2 separate regions of the Zea mays genome follow, and region 2 is linked to region 1. The links are chromatin contacts, called in public Hi-C maps. All regions are on one chromosome and are shown on one strand. The core of a region is the stretch at or near the end of the contact, and the rest is flanking DNA. Distances in the headings are between cores, read along the strand shown.

Region 1 (7,337 bases), core at 3,404-5,903:
TAAACATAACGCAAGAGAAGAGTAAACATTCAGAACATTATTAATTTAGCTAACCAAAAGAACAACCACCATAATGACCAGAACATGTTAAACCACTTGCACACACTATTTAAAAGTGACCAACATCCTTGACCCGAAGCCCCTGATTAAATACATTACTAACCAGTGGTAAAGTTGTTTAGAAGTGTAGGTGAACGTGCTGCTACTTCCCTCCTTTTCCCAAGCAAGGTTCAAGTGCCTGCATCAAGCAATGCAAGAGTGAGATGACACATCTCAACAAGTAAAATGATTAACCAACAGTTAGACAACGTAAATACAGTGTTTTACCAACCACAGAGTTCACAACTCACTTCTTAAATATTAGAGTGCAGCAAGAATACAATGTACAAACACCTAGTTCCCAAATCACAAAGAGGAGATTCACAATAATAACATATCAATGACATGTTCCACATATTCCTCATGAGTGCATATGACTACAAATGCAATAATGACTTCTGCCTTCATATCTCTAGGGATATGAAGTTGCATCGTACCCCTCCTCGGGCAACGTACTATGCTTATTGTACCGGTACGATCGGACCATATGATCGCGACATAACTTCAATGCACAAATAAAAAAACTGATGGATGCACTATGCATGACAAGCCAACATAATTCCACATCATTTAACACGCGTTAAATAGATATTTCAACTTCATAAAAAATAGGAATCAACCTCCTATAATCATCTCGAATCAATGGCCTCAATATTTTTAAAACGTTAAAGCATGAATAATTCGAACAACAATTCTTATAATGGAATTCAATAACGAACACAGTCGATACTTATATAAATTCAAAAGCAGGGCACCAAACACAATCGAACGGTATAAACCACCATTGCATTTACTTGCCTTCACCGGGAATTTGGAATGGTACTAAGTACGATCCGGAGGTCCACCAACTATTTGGCATAAAACTTAGTGCACACATTCACATAACAATCGCTAATAATCAACACCGTACCTACGCACAATCCCAACCCATCGCGAACAACACCTCTCCCCGCCACCCACCAAACTGCAGCAGCGCTGCTTGTTAATTTCATAACTTTAAAATTATAACAGCAATAATATCAAACAAAAACTCCAGAAATATCTACATAAAATCCCACACAAGTTTTGTATTCAAAAGATAATTAAATTCCAACATCTCGATGGCCCGAAATAGCTGATAAAGTACATCCTGCATTCTGTTTTTTGGACAGCAACCTAGCTGAGTTCAAAATGTGATATCTTCTAGAACATTACATCGAATTGAACGCATAAGTAATCTATGGAAAGATATGATAAATCTCTACATGAATTTCATAGTGATTACAGCTAATCGTCCCCGCAAAAATCTCAGAAACTGCCAACACTACTGATGTCCGCCCGCCACCAAAAATCAGGACAGCACCACTACCAATTCGCCTAGGAGAATGGATAACTAAAAGAAATTGCAGCACAATTACAAAATAAAAACACAAGATCACCTTGAATTCCTCCTTCACCCCTTTCTTCTTCCTCCCACAAAACTTCCAATGGAGACTTGCACCAACTCAAGACGGATCTAAGGGGGAAGAGGTGGCTACACCTTGGAGAGGAGGAAATGGTGAGGACGGCTAGGGTTTGATGGGGAGGAGGGGGCGGCGGCTGCAAATGAGTGGGAGAGGGAGAGGAAGAGATGGTCGGCTGCAAAGAGATGGAGAAGATGGGAGATAGGGGGTCGGCTGCAAGGGAGTGGGGGCTACAAGGGAGTGGGGGTGAGAGGGGCGGTTAGAGTTAGAGAGGAGAGGGGGCCTCCAATCCATAGGATGCGAAATCAACGGCCCACAACCCAAACTCTCCTCTAAGCTCTCGGCCCCAGCGAAAGAATGCCAAAAATCTACCGTTTCTCTGAGATATGCACCTCCTAGAACTCCAAACCCCAATGGCACAGAGCACGAAAGAGGAGGGAAAAGAAATTTAACTTCTTTTCAGAAAATTGGGTATCACAGCTTGAGGCAACTAACATCTAAGGAGTTATTCGTGTGCATCTCATAACCACTTCGGTCAGCATCACTTGCATTCTCCATTGGCTCATCAAGATACAGAGTCTTAAGAACATACTCCTTATTTTTTTGTAGAGAATAACTCTCAAGTTACAATACTAATCATTTCAATTTGTTCTAGTGAGTTTTTCTTTGTCAAGAATCAGTCAGAAATTAAAACCAGTAGGAGAATTAGGTGTCATCACTACAACAAAATAAAAAGCAAGGTTTAGCACTATATTTACTTTAAGCTTTCATGAAACGATTTAACAAAATATTCTTCCACTGCATATTTTGCAATCGTCTTCCCTACAATGACATATAGTGGTCAAACCAAAGAAATCGCTATGAAAATCTCATCATACTGATCAAATCAAGTTGATTTTTAGATATTCCAATTGCCTCTATTTTCTTTGTCAATCATATTGACAATCGCATGAGGTAGAATGATAACAGTACGTCCAACTTGAATTTGTTGTCTTTTCCAACCTAAAAGATACACACTGTTAGCCTAGTTGGTGATTCTAGTCGGTAGTGGCAAGTTGTGTGAGTAGTAAAGAGGGAAAACGAACTGATCTTATATATCGATGGTGATTCTAGCTGGTAGGGGCAAAGAAATTATGCGACTATACTGATACCTACCTCATCTATCTCAATCCATGTTATAACTAAAGTAAAACTAGATCCAATCTACTATACATATCACCTATATACAAATCATCTAGATAAACAATTATGCATGACCTAACTTCGATACCACTATTGGAAAAACGTATATGCTACATACTAGCATATCTACCACGTTGAGCCAAGATAGCATACGAGTAGACAATTATGGGTTGTTATTACTAGGCGTGCAGTGTCGCGGAAGAATACGTCGATGTAGTGGAAGTAGCTGAACGTCCTCGTGTTCATCTGTCATGCTCAAGTTCGTTGTAGATTAACGCCGCAACAAAACAACGTATCCAAGGTATCCATATGTGTGGGGGATGAAATGTTGTGATACCGGTGTGCGCGCGTAATCCTAGAAAGAGAGGCAGCAGCTATACGATGATCTCTTAAGCATGTCAGCCTATTATGGACCCTTACTAATGGGCTTTTACCTAAAGGACTATAAGCGTTCTTATGGATCTTGATTACTTCTTGAATATGGTATTCACGACTCTACGGTGGAGAATGTAAGTATGATTTAGCTACTAGACGACGAATGGTGTCTCCACGATGACAATGCAAGTGGTGCTCACGTACTATTCTATTCAAACACCAAATCTAGTACATAATGTGCGACTTATTTGTCCTTGGCTATACCAAACGCACGCGCATGCAACTTTATAATTAATCAAGCCCTTTCGCGACCCGAAAGATACACACACTCTAGTTGGTTGGCAAATTGTGCGGGTGGTCAGAGGGAAAGTGAATTGATCTTATGCCCTGATGGTGATTCCAACCGGTAGGGAAAAATAAGTTGTACGACTATATCCATAACTACCTCATCTATCTCAATGATACTATAAACGAAACAAAATTAGATCCAATCTACTATACATATCGTCTATATGCAAACCATCTAGATTAACAACTATATGACCTAGTTCATGTACCATGTTGAAAAACGTGCATGCTATGCACTAGCATGTCTACCGTATTCAATCAAAATTAGACCAGTCCAGTGGGTCGGTAGCAGTAGCAGTACCATCCGCCGCGTACGGGTTGAGAAGAACCTTGTAACGAATTTTTTAGCCTTGTTGGTACCTACCTACCACGTCAAATCCAACTTTGTGGCAACTGTGTTTCCAAAAGGGCAATCATTATTAACTCCCTTTCTCCGTTGTTGCAATTTATTAAAAAAGTGTCTTTAATTACATACTGATTGTCGTCTAATTAAGCCACCAGCAGGCTAGCTCCAATAAACAGAAAAGGCACAAGCTAGCTAGTAACGATGGAAATACAGGCAGCTAGTACCAAAAGTGACAAGTCTCATGCATGGTAAGAGCGCGACCTGCTACCCAACTCCAGCTGTTGCGCAACAACACATGCTAATACCCCTGTGTCAAAAACATCCATGAGATCGAGCACGAGCACAAACGCCATCTCCAATAGCCGCCGCTTAATGATCACACGAACTTTGAACCATCTAGGTGATGACAATCAGCCATAACAGCAAGGATATGATCTATTTGAGTCAACGAACGATATTTAGCCTCTTTTCATTTCTTAGGGCCTGTTTGACACCGAAATATTTTTTGCGGTTCTGATAAAATAATGTGGTATCCGAGAAAAACCGAGGTATTATCAGCCATCGGGTGTTTGGTTGGGTTTTGCATACTACGGTTTTAAATAGTACAATACCTTCATAACTATAGTATTTCCGAAGTTTTGGATATTGAACTCGGGACCAAAGTTTTGCCTTAGCCACTACCATCGAGGCCACTCACTTTGTGGACGAAGCTGTCGTCGTGTCCATGGTCACCTCACAACAGCAGCAACTCATATACCAGTCGCAATACGCATCGACCAGGACCGACTACACCATGTACAGGCATGGCACGGCTATGCCACTGTGCTGGGCCGGGCTGGCACAGGCTACATTGGCTACCTAGACCTGGCACGTCAACAATCTCGCGGGTTGAGCCGGGGCCAGGAGCACGGTTAGCCCGGCAGTGTTGTGCCGGGCCCGGGCCATCAAAAGAGAGCCAAATGCACAGAATTACATAAATCACGGAATTACACTTAAGACATGGAAAATCATATAATTATACACATAAGACATCTCAGAATTTCATTGTACACATAAGGCATTTACACATAAATCACATAATTACATTGTACACATAACTACATAAGACAGTCATCTCAACATTTAAAAGCCAAGTAACCATCACAGAACAAGACAATTAGCCAATTAGATAATTAATTTCGAGCCTTAGTGCAATGCTGCCTCATTAAAAACCTTCTTAGGTAAAAACTCATACCTCGTGAGAAAACCCAAGAAAGGAAAAGAGTATAGCCAGCTCCTTATAAAGTTCATAGTCCAGTTCACAGTCCATGTCCATAGGTATTACAAAACAACATAAATAGATATAAAACCAGAAGCATTTCAAGCTTGTCTGGCTCTACAACTTTCTGGTAATGGTTCCTTCCTCCTCCCTACTTGTTCAGGAACAAGTGCCTTGTCCTTCTTAATGCTACTTATTGCAGATCCTCCCTCCATTCCCTTGCTCCCTGGTGATACTTGTTGCTCTAGGTACATAACTTCAAAAGCTGATTCAAGCTCCTTGGTTTCCTTCTCCACAGTATGTTGCTTGTGTTGGTCAGCCTATTCCTAGTCTTTTATGCATGAGAACACCTCCACCATATCCATTGTCAGCCGTCGTCGCCGCTCCTCGAGCACCCTGCTAGGTAGACTGAAAGTGGATTATGAAGATATAGTAGACACAGGGACAGTCATAATATCTCTAGCAAGTATAGAAAGAATTGGGTAAGTCTGATTATGTCGCTACAACCAACTAAGAATGTTGAAATCTGGACCAAACTTAGTCTCATTGTCACTATAAAGGTAAGAAGAGAGCTCGATAGAGAAGATGAACTACCTGTCGGGTACGATAATTAGGGGTACCCAGATTACGCCACTAAAACGCGCTTAAAATCCTAAGGACTCCGTCAAGGTACGTCCTCCGAGAACAATGAACCAAAACTCCGCCTCGCCCGAGATCCCCCTCAAGGGTCTTCCCAAAACTCCGCCTCGCCCAAGCCCTATCTCGGACAGGAAGTAAGCTCGGGAGAATCTCTGTCCCGGCAGAGGCTCCCTCACCCTAGGGCAGCCATGTCCGCCTCGTCCGAGCCCGCCTCAGGCGATAAAGACAAAGCATGCCCGAGGGCCGTTGGGAGACAACCGCATTAAATGCGCACACCTACCTCACGCCGGGCCACAGGTGAATCTTTCAATAGGATCACGGTCTTGTCAAAAGATTCACCAACATCATTACGCGTGCGCACGCCATCTGACAGCCCCTGATGGGATGCGTAATACGACAGGATGCGGACCACACCGCGGACACAAGTTCTGCCTTGCCCAACGCAGAACTCAGCCTCGGGGCTAACTCCGCCTCACCCGTGAATCCTGTGGAAGGCCACTCCGTCGATTGTGGCACGTGTCATCAGATCTCAAGACAAGGCTTGGTCGCAACCTCAGACGGACCTCCGCCTCGTCCGAGCTCGGTTCTTCCCTCGATATCTGTGATAGAGGACATTCCCAATGTCATCAGAAACAGTGGAGCTGACACATCCCACAACATGCTTTTTCCCATGACGGGCACTGTGTCGACCACTACGGTATGGGCAACCCCATGCCAGGGGGCTTGGGTACGTGACCGAGCCCTCCGCCTCGGCCTCGGCTCTCAACAGAAAACAAGCAAGCACAAGTCAACGACAAAGTACAAGCCCATACTGTCTACAAGGTATGAAGACACCCCTTCACAGTATGTAGACAGCTCCAGTCTACGAGGCAACTCTCCCTGGGCCTATAAAAAGGATAGTCCACGACTTTAGGAGTGACATAAGACACACGGCGGGTGAATACTTCATCAGTCTTCTCCTCCACATGGTATTGGCACTTGCCTCAATCACTTCCTAGGACTTGGGGTCCTCCCCTCTCCCACTGTGCTTGTAACCCCTACTGCGAGCAATTTGGTGCAAGTAATATAAGCATCATCCCCCTCTGCTGAAAGTAGGGCCTTTCGTAGCCTAAACTAGGATAAACTGCTTGTGTCAACTCGCATCACCATCTGGGTCTGGGGCACGTGGCGCTATTTGACTGGTTGATTAGGTGCAGGGATCCAAACACCGACACTACCCATACCAAGTGTAGCTGCACCAGCACCAGATACACTACCACTAGCCGAACCAACACTGTAAGTTTCATCATCACCATATATATCATCCCAAGCCTCTGTTGCCTTACCAGAACCAGTACATAGAACTGGTTGAGTACTCAAACAAGCTCCACCAAATTTATTTTCATAAATCTGAAACAATTTAGTTAGTTTGGTATGAATAGATGATGGATATCTACTATAATCAGTACCATTTAGAGAAGATAACCTCTAGAGAACTTTATGAAACCCTCTCACCTTAGCTCTAGGATCAAGAATGAAATCAAATGCAAAGAGACTAGGTATTTCTCTCCAATATTTTAGAAACTTTGATTTCATTTGAACAACAATATTTCTTAACAGTCCATGATTCTCATATGCATTAATATGTCTAGCAATTTTTAGAATATGA
Region 2 (7,337 bases), core at 2,318-4,817, 390 kb before region 1:
CACTCCCCTCTAGACAACTTTCAATTAGTATCAGAGCCTAATCCTCGTTCTAACGCTTAACCGCGTGACGAAAAAATCATGTCGGGGGGACTAAGAAACGAAAGTGCTTCTAAGCTTGAAAAAGTTGAGTTTGCCTCGACTTCATCTTTTGGTGCAGATGTTGATCCTAGGGCAATAGAACTTGCCATGAGAATCACCGAAAGGATGTTCCTCAAAATGAAGGAAGATGAGGCGAAGAACAAGATTGAAGAAGAAAATGATCGATCAAGACCAAACGACGAATCCACCTCTTCACAAGGTTCGTCTTTCAAATCCACTTCTTATATGTGCCTTGTCGCTAATGGGAGTGATAGTGAAAGTTAAAGTGAGGATGAGGATGAACATGAAAGTGATAGTGAAGATGAGAATGATCTTCAATAATTCTTCGCTCAACTAAGCAAGAAGAACCGGATGAGCTTGCTCAAACTCATGAAAAGAGCGGAATGACAAAAGGAAATGCTTCATAAGCAAGAAGATATCCTCATTTAAAATATCAAAGACTTGGAGAAGTTGACCAAAGAGCATGAGAAGCTAAAGTGCTCTCATGATGATTTGGTCCAAAGGTACGAAAAGATTTCAATTGAGCAAACTAGTTTTTCAAATGCTTTATCATGTGTTGCTAAATTATAAAAAGAAAATATTATGCTTAAGAACACGATAGAAAATCTAAATATTGAAAATCTAGCTTTGCAAGAAAAACATGATATGTTTGTGTGCTCTCATAATAAATTTATGGATTCACATATCATGTTAGAAATGGCTCATGAGGTTATGTTAACTAATTTGAAATCATACCAACCTCACATGTGCACATGTGTTGAAATTAAAACTATATTACCATGTGCTAACAATTGTTGTTATCAAGCAAGCCAATCTTCCATTGAGCTAAAAATTTCAGGAATTAGTGATATTTCTATCACACAAGAAAATAAAGAGCTCAAGGAAGAAGTTGGAAGGCTAAGAAGGTGCTTAACTCTTTTGAAGGGAAAGTGTCATGCTCAACCTTCTCACGATAACCGTGATAACATGGTCAAGAAGCTTGAGAAGGGGACAACCGTAGCATGCACAAACCCTCTTCAAAAGAATGCTAAGTTCCCCAAGAAAGGAATGAGCAAACATCAAGAGAAGAAAGCCAAAGCTCATGACAAGTGCCTCAACCACGCCTCCACATGCTCCACACAAGGTAACAAACAAGCCACTCTTCCAAATAAAAGAAGATGCACTAGAAAGTGTTATCAATGTCATGAGAAGGGACATGAGATTAAGTCATATCCTTACATAAAAGATAGTGGCTTAACTTTAGAAAGAAATAGGCTCACTAACCATGTAGCAAACAAGAAGCAAGGCAAGGAGTCTTGCAAAATTAAAAATCATATTTGCTACACTTGCCGAAGAAAGAAACACCTTTGCAAGGATTGTCCCATGAGAAAGTATCCTAAGCCTACCATGTCAATTCATTCATATTCGCTTAGGAGACCCAAAAATGACACTTGTGCTAGAAAGGTAATTAGTTCACCTAAAACTAGCACAAAGGCCATTTGGGTGCCTAAGTATTTATTAGCTAACCTTGGTGGACCCATCCAAAAATGGGTACCAAAATGTACTTAATAAGTTTTGCAGGTACCCAGAGATGATATGAAGCTTTGGGAGTGCTTGAGCAGTTTAACTCAATTCTTATCTCAAGCTATCGATCTTACATTGTCTATCCTTTAAGATTGACCCAAAGATGAATTGAGTTGTTATATCACTAACTTCATATTCATCTCTAGCAAGAACTTGTGTTGTTGGGAATAAGGATTAACCTTTGTGGGAATCAAGCAAAAGGCCTACAACTAAGGGATATACAAAGGATTGTAACAATTAAATCTTAAAGGTTTCTAAATAGGAAACTATTGTTTGTGTTTCCAATGCAATCTATTTTAATGTAAAGCCCTAAAATTTGTATAAAGTAAAAATAATAAAATAAATACATGTATTTATAAAAGTGTTTTGGGAAATTATTTGATTTCCTTTACTTTGTGCATACTCGCTTAAGGGAAGTAAAACAGTCAAATAACAAATAAATAAATACATAAATATGCATTTCATGCTGGGGGTTCTTGTATTTGTGCATTAGTGTTTAAATTCGCGAGACAAGTTTAAGTTAAAAAAATAAATTAGAAATTAAATGAAGAAGAAATTTAATTATTTAATGAGGTGAATTTATTATACGATTGAAGCATTTTAAGAGATAAGAATAATAAATAAGTAAAACAAAATTATGGATTGCATTCATGCTGAGTTCTTTTTGTTGTGCATCGATGTGTGAGTGCAAAAGTCAAAACAGATTTGAATTGAATTTGAATCTAGAAATGAGAAACCAAAAATAAATAAAAAAAATGGGTACCTGCGTTTGGGCCAACTTTGGCCTAGTTAACCGCGCGACTGGCGGCTCAACTACCTCCTTTCCCTTGCCAGCCCACTCGCCCGTACAAGCCGATCCCTGTCGACTCCAGCCGTCCTCACACACTGACAAACGGGACCCTTGGGGCATCCAGTTATGCTGCCGGTATCTCGTCTCCAGCACTCTGGCAAGTGGGACCGCGGTGCCAGAATCATCTCCCTCACCAGGTTTGTTGGGATTTTTCGCTACTTTCCTTAACAACCGGTCTGCCAGCCGTGCATCCTGGTGCCTTATTGTTTCGTTTATAAGTATAGACCACAGCACCCTTGGCCAATCCCAAGCCCGCTACCGAGAGAGAAGCTACAGTGTTCACCACCGGGGGGCTGTCCATCAATTCGCCATCGGCGCGTTGCCAGACGTCAGGCGTGCGTCAACGGAGGAGAGAGAAAGAGAGATATAGAGCGCCACCAAGGATCTCAAGCTGGCCGAAGACCCTGCGCTCCGAGCTGAATCCATCACAAGGAAATTACTGCTGTCGCCATGCAGAAAGTGAGCACCGGCTCATGTTGAGGGATTGGCCAGGTATCGCCATGGATGCTCTTGGAGCCGTCAATGCTTCTGGTCCGCTCGGCCGATCTGATGGCAGGTGGTGACTGGGGCGAATCACATGTGCGTCCTGACCATGGTAGTGGCAGTGACAGGCATGGAAAGGCCTGGTTTGCCGGACGTTTGCTTGCCGATGATCTGGTGTTGTTGGCCGTGCACCTGTGCGCCGCGGGGAGGAATAATCCACGTGCCAGACACCAGTATGTCATGCTCCCTCATGCTCTTCATGTTCTCCGCGTGTTGTAGCAGTAATAGACATCGAATCCGTGGACCTGTGGCTCGGCATGGCCTCACCGGCCATGGCGCCGTCGTGGCTAGCCTTTGGCCGCTGGTGCCTTCGGCCGGAAACGGAAGAAGACGATGCCGTGGCCGCAAGATCTGAATTGGACGACCCTGATTAGATCCTAGGATAACCCTTCGTCATATTAAATCCAAACCACCAGTCTGGAATCTAGCGGATCTGGTTGGGTCTGGGAGATGGGGGTGTTTTGGCCGTTGGATCTAGATCCAAGGCTCTGCGTTATGCACCGAATCGATGTAATGAGCTTTTAATCTGGTGCGTGGGTGATGGATTGGACGGTTCTGGTCGAAGCGTACCCCTTCGACCGTGGTGAACTTACTAAAGAGACCCTGAAGTTTATGTTATTCAACCCGCCATCCGCATCGGGGGGAAACACTTAGAACTGAGTCCCAAAATTTTATAAAACGAACCCTGTCCTCCTGGAAATAGTAATACCAGTCCAGAAAACATTAAATAGATCTAGAAAATGGCTTATAGTGTAAAAATAAGTATAAAATCTTAGGAAATTCATATCCTCTCCGTTTCTACTCCAATTCGACCCGTTCAAATTGCGTTGGACTCGTATTAATATTGCCTACACCACAATAACATTATTTTACCATGTAACATGTTCTCGAAAATAATTAATTAATTTGTCCAACCTATGGTTATTGAATTAACATGTTTAATCTGAGTTAATATAGGATTTTAATTATGATCATCTACTAGAATATGATTTTGTTGTAACTAAGATTAAAAGTTGAGTTAGTTACATCCTTTCTCACATGATTTATCTTAATCACCATAATATATAGTTTTATTGATTAATCACTTCGAACCCGGTAAAACCATATCTTCTTAACTGTAACTCCGATCTTACTAGTTCTCGAACCCACGATCTCGTTACGACGCGTAGAATATTATTACGCAGTTTACTCTTACGTTTGGTGTGATGTTAATTTTGTGTATACCATGTTTGTTTGTATTGCTACGTTTAGTAGTGAGGTCACGAGTCACCTGAAGAGCAAATTGGTACCTGGAATCTCAAGTCCTAGGAAAGTTGTGCCCTTGATCACTTCTTTTTACCCAGCCATGTTCTGATTAATCATAATGATCTGCATAGGTTAATTTTGATGGGACCCAATAGATTACCCTATTTTGACTATCTTTATACCTTGTTTACCACTGAATTTTTGGGTAGTACCTACTATTGCTTTATGTGGTTTTGGATATAGAGATACATATTATTCATGATTATACTTTTATCAGTTGTTATTTACTATTCATGTTAAGATCATTATGTTAATTAGAACATGGAGACCACTCGAGAAAACAGTGCTACCACAAGGGTGGTATGGGACGCCCTTGGCTGACTAATTTGGAAAGCTAGTGGAGGACTACCTTACCCGAAAGGGGCAAGGGCGGTAGGGGAGTAGTCAGTGTAGGGAGGTCCTTGAGTTGATTTTGCTGCGATGGCGGTCAGACGAGGGTCCCTGCATTGGAGCTTCCTATAAACTGTAGCGAATTTTCTGAAGCTAGTGGAACTTTGTAAAGGCCTCGTAGTGTTACCCTGCCTCGCCTCCTCGGTAGAGGTGTTTGGGATTGGCAGTCTCTTGGCAGATGGGCAACATGACTTGTGGGTAAAGATGTGCAACCTCTGCAGAGTGTAAAACTGTTATACTAGCCGTGCTCACGGTCATGAGCAACTAATTTATGGAACTAAATTCAATTTGTCATATGCATTGCATTGCGGGTGTTGTTATTACTTTTGTTCTACTACTTAATTGGGTTGGTATTTACTTATACTTAGTAATTGCTAATAAAATTTTGACCAACTTTAAAAGTAATGCTCAGCTTCAACCATCCTCTTTGGTAAGCCTTACACTTCACATTAGCTCCCACCTTTGGCGAGTTCATGTACATTATTCCCCACAACTTGTTGAGCGATAAACGTATGTGAGCTCACTCTTGCTGTCTCACAGCCTCACAGGTCAAGAACATGTACCGTAGGATGAGGCACATGGAGGATGCTGTGATGAATTCGTGAGAGGTCTAGGCCGTCGTCTCCCAGTCAACTTTGGGTTGCTGGATCGTGTCTTCATATGATGTAATTATTTATTTAGTTTGTACATAACCTCTATTATGTAGTAAAGATGTGATATTCGTTTCTGTACCAGTACTCATCATATGTATGAGACTTGGTCCCAGCACACTTGGTGTTTATTTCGCGCCTGGGTTTTGGACCCCAGAAACCCGGGTGTGACAAAAGTGGTATCAGAGGGAATGTTGACTGTAGGACGAAACCTAGATAGAATTGGACAACCAATATTTATTTACCTCTACTACTCTGACTCTTTCTAAACTTTTCTTAATCTTTTCTCATCTATTTCCGCTTTACTCTGATTATTCTTACCTTTTCTTTTCTAAAGACAAAAGTGGATTTCACACTTTGAAATCCTGAAACTAAAGTGACCTTTAGGAATAGGAGACCTAATCTTAGGAACAGAAACAAAACTATTTTATAGATATCTATGTACTTGAATGTTTGTTCTTATGATAACTGCTTGATTTGGTTCTTTGGTTGAGTGTGATGAGTTGTGGAGTAATGTCCACAATTGCATCTGCATATATATGTCGGTAAAAAAATGTTTATAAGCTAACAAGACCAACTAAGAATATTCCCCATTAAAATATATCTAGCTTAATAGATTCATCTCATCTTTAAAGATTCTATCTTATCTTATCTTATCCTAACCACTTTGCTTATTCCCTCCTAGTGTAACAACTATGATCTAATCTAATTTTATTAGATTTTATCTAGTCTGAACTAGTTATAGCAATCTAATCTAGATCCCATTTCACCTAATATGGTCTAATCTAAAGTGAGTGACATAAATATGTTAATTAATACTGGTGAAATAGATTAGACCCTATAAACATGTTTTGGCCTAAGTTAGTGCCTTAAATCAACTCGGCCATACCCAACAACTTGACCTACATAATAGGTTACATAACCTATCCAACCAATCTAGTAGCAAACAACTAAACTAGATTCTGACCAATCTCATTCAACTTATAGCTACCTACTAAACCAACTACACTACCTACTAAGTTGTTGCCTACAAATCTATCCTAACCTCTTATCCCTAACCTGGATAAAGACATCAAGACTCAAGAAGAAGGAGATCAAACTCGTTGAGTAATAATAAGAGTCAAGCCATACTTCCAAAGGAATCAAGATCCACAAGATTGGATGGAGCCTTTCCTTATCGTACTCTTTATTACCCAAACCTATCTATGCTTTAAAACACATCTTTTATCCAACCTAATGAAGTGACTATGCCTACATATACCCATGCTCTCCTAATCACCCACTATGGACTAAAAAAATGCGAGACTCTGTTTTTTAACCAATTAGAAATTAAAGGCTAAAATCACAAACCAATTCTTTTATATCCCTTTTCTTGCAAATCTCGAGGACAAGATTTCTGTTAAGGGGGTAGGATTTGTAAAGCCCTAAAATTTGTATAAAGTAAAAATAATAAAATAAATAAATACATGTATTTATAAAAGTGTTTTGGGAAATTATTTGATTTCCTTTACTTTGTGCATACTCGCTTAAGGAAAGTAAAACACTCAAATAACAAATAAATAAATACATAAATATGCATTTCATGCTGGGGGTTCTTGTATTTGTGCATTAGTGTTTAAATTCGCGAGACAAGTTTAAGTTAAAAAATTAAATTAGAAATTAAATGAAGAAGAAATTTAATTATTTAATGAGGTGAATTTATTATACGTTTGAAGCATTTTTTTAAGAGATAAGAATAATAAATAAGTAAAACAAAATTATGGATTGCATTCATGCTGAGTTCTTTTTGTTGTGCATCGATGTGTGATTGCAAAAGTCAAAACCAGATTTGAATTGAATTTGAATCTAGAAATGAGAAACCAAAAATAAAAAAAGAAAAAAAAATGGGTACCTGCGTTTGGGCCAACCTTGGCCCAGTTAACCGCGCGACTGGCGGC

What was found. Hi-C and Micro-C count contacts between places; a contact is called where the count stands out from the background.
Region 2: a Hi-C map of ear shows a contact between it and region 1, with 3 times the contacts expected there. The contact joins two enhancer-like sites. A contact is called at or near these places in 2 of 25 Hi-C or Micro-C datasets (ear and leaf).

What each region holds. Positions count from the first base shown.
Region 1 is chr2:112,819,872-112,827,208 of Zm-B73-REFERENCE-NAM-5.0, reverse strand. No RefSeq gene overlaps it. Among protein-coding and RNA genes, the nearest start is that of LOC100281162, 58 kb to the right of the region's middle. Within about 2 kb of position 4,653, at least 14 of the 20 cell types and tissues checked have an H3K27ac peak or open chromatin away from gene starts, as enhancers often do. A contact at or near this core is called in ear and leaf, where this site is marked.
Region 2 is chr2:113,209,456-113,216,792 of Zm-B73-REFERENCE-NAM-5.0, reverse strand. No RefSeq gene overlaps it. Among protein-coding and RNA genes, the nearest start is that of LOC103646855, 8.1 kb to the left of the region's middle. Within about 2 kb of position 3,567, at least 16 of the 20 cell types and tissues checked have an H3K27ac peak or open chromatin away from gene starts, as enhancers often do. A contact at or near this core is called in ear and leaf, where this site is marked.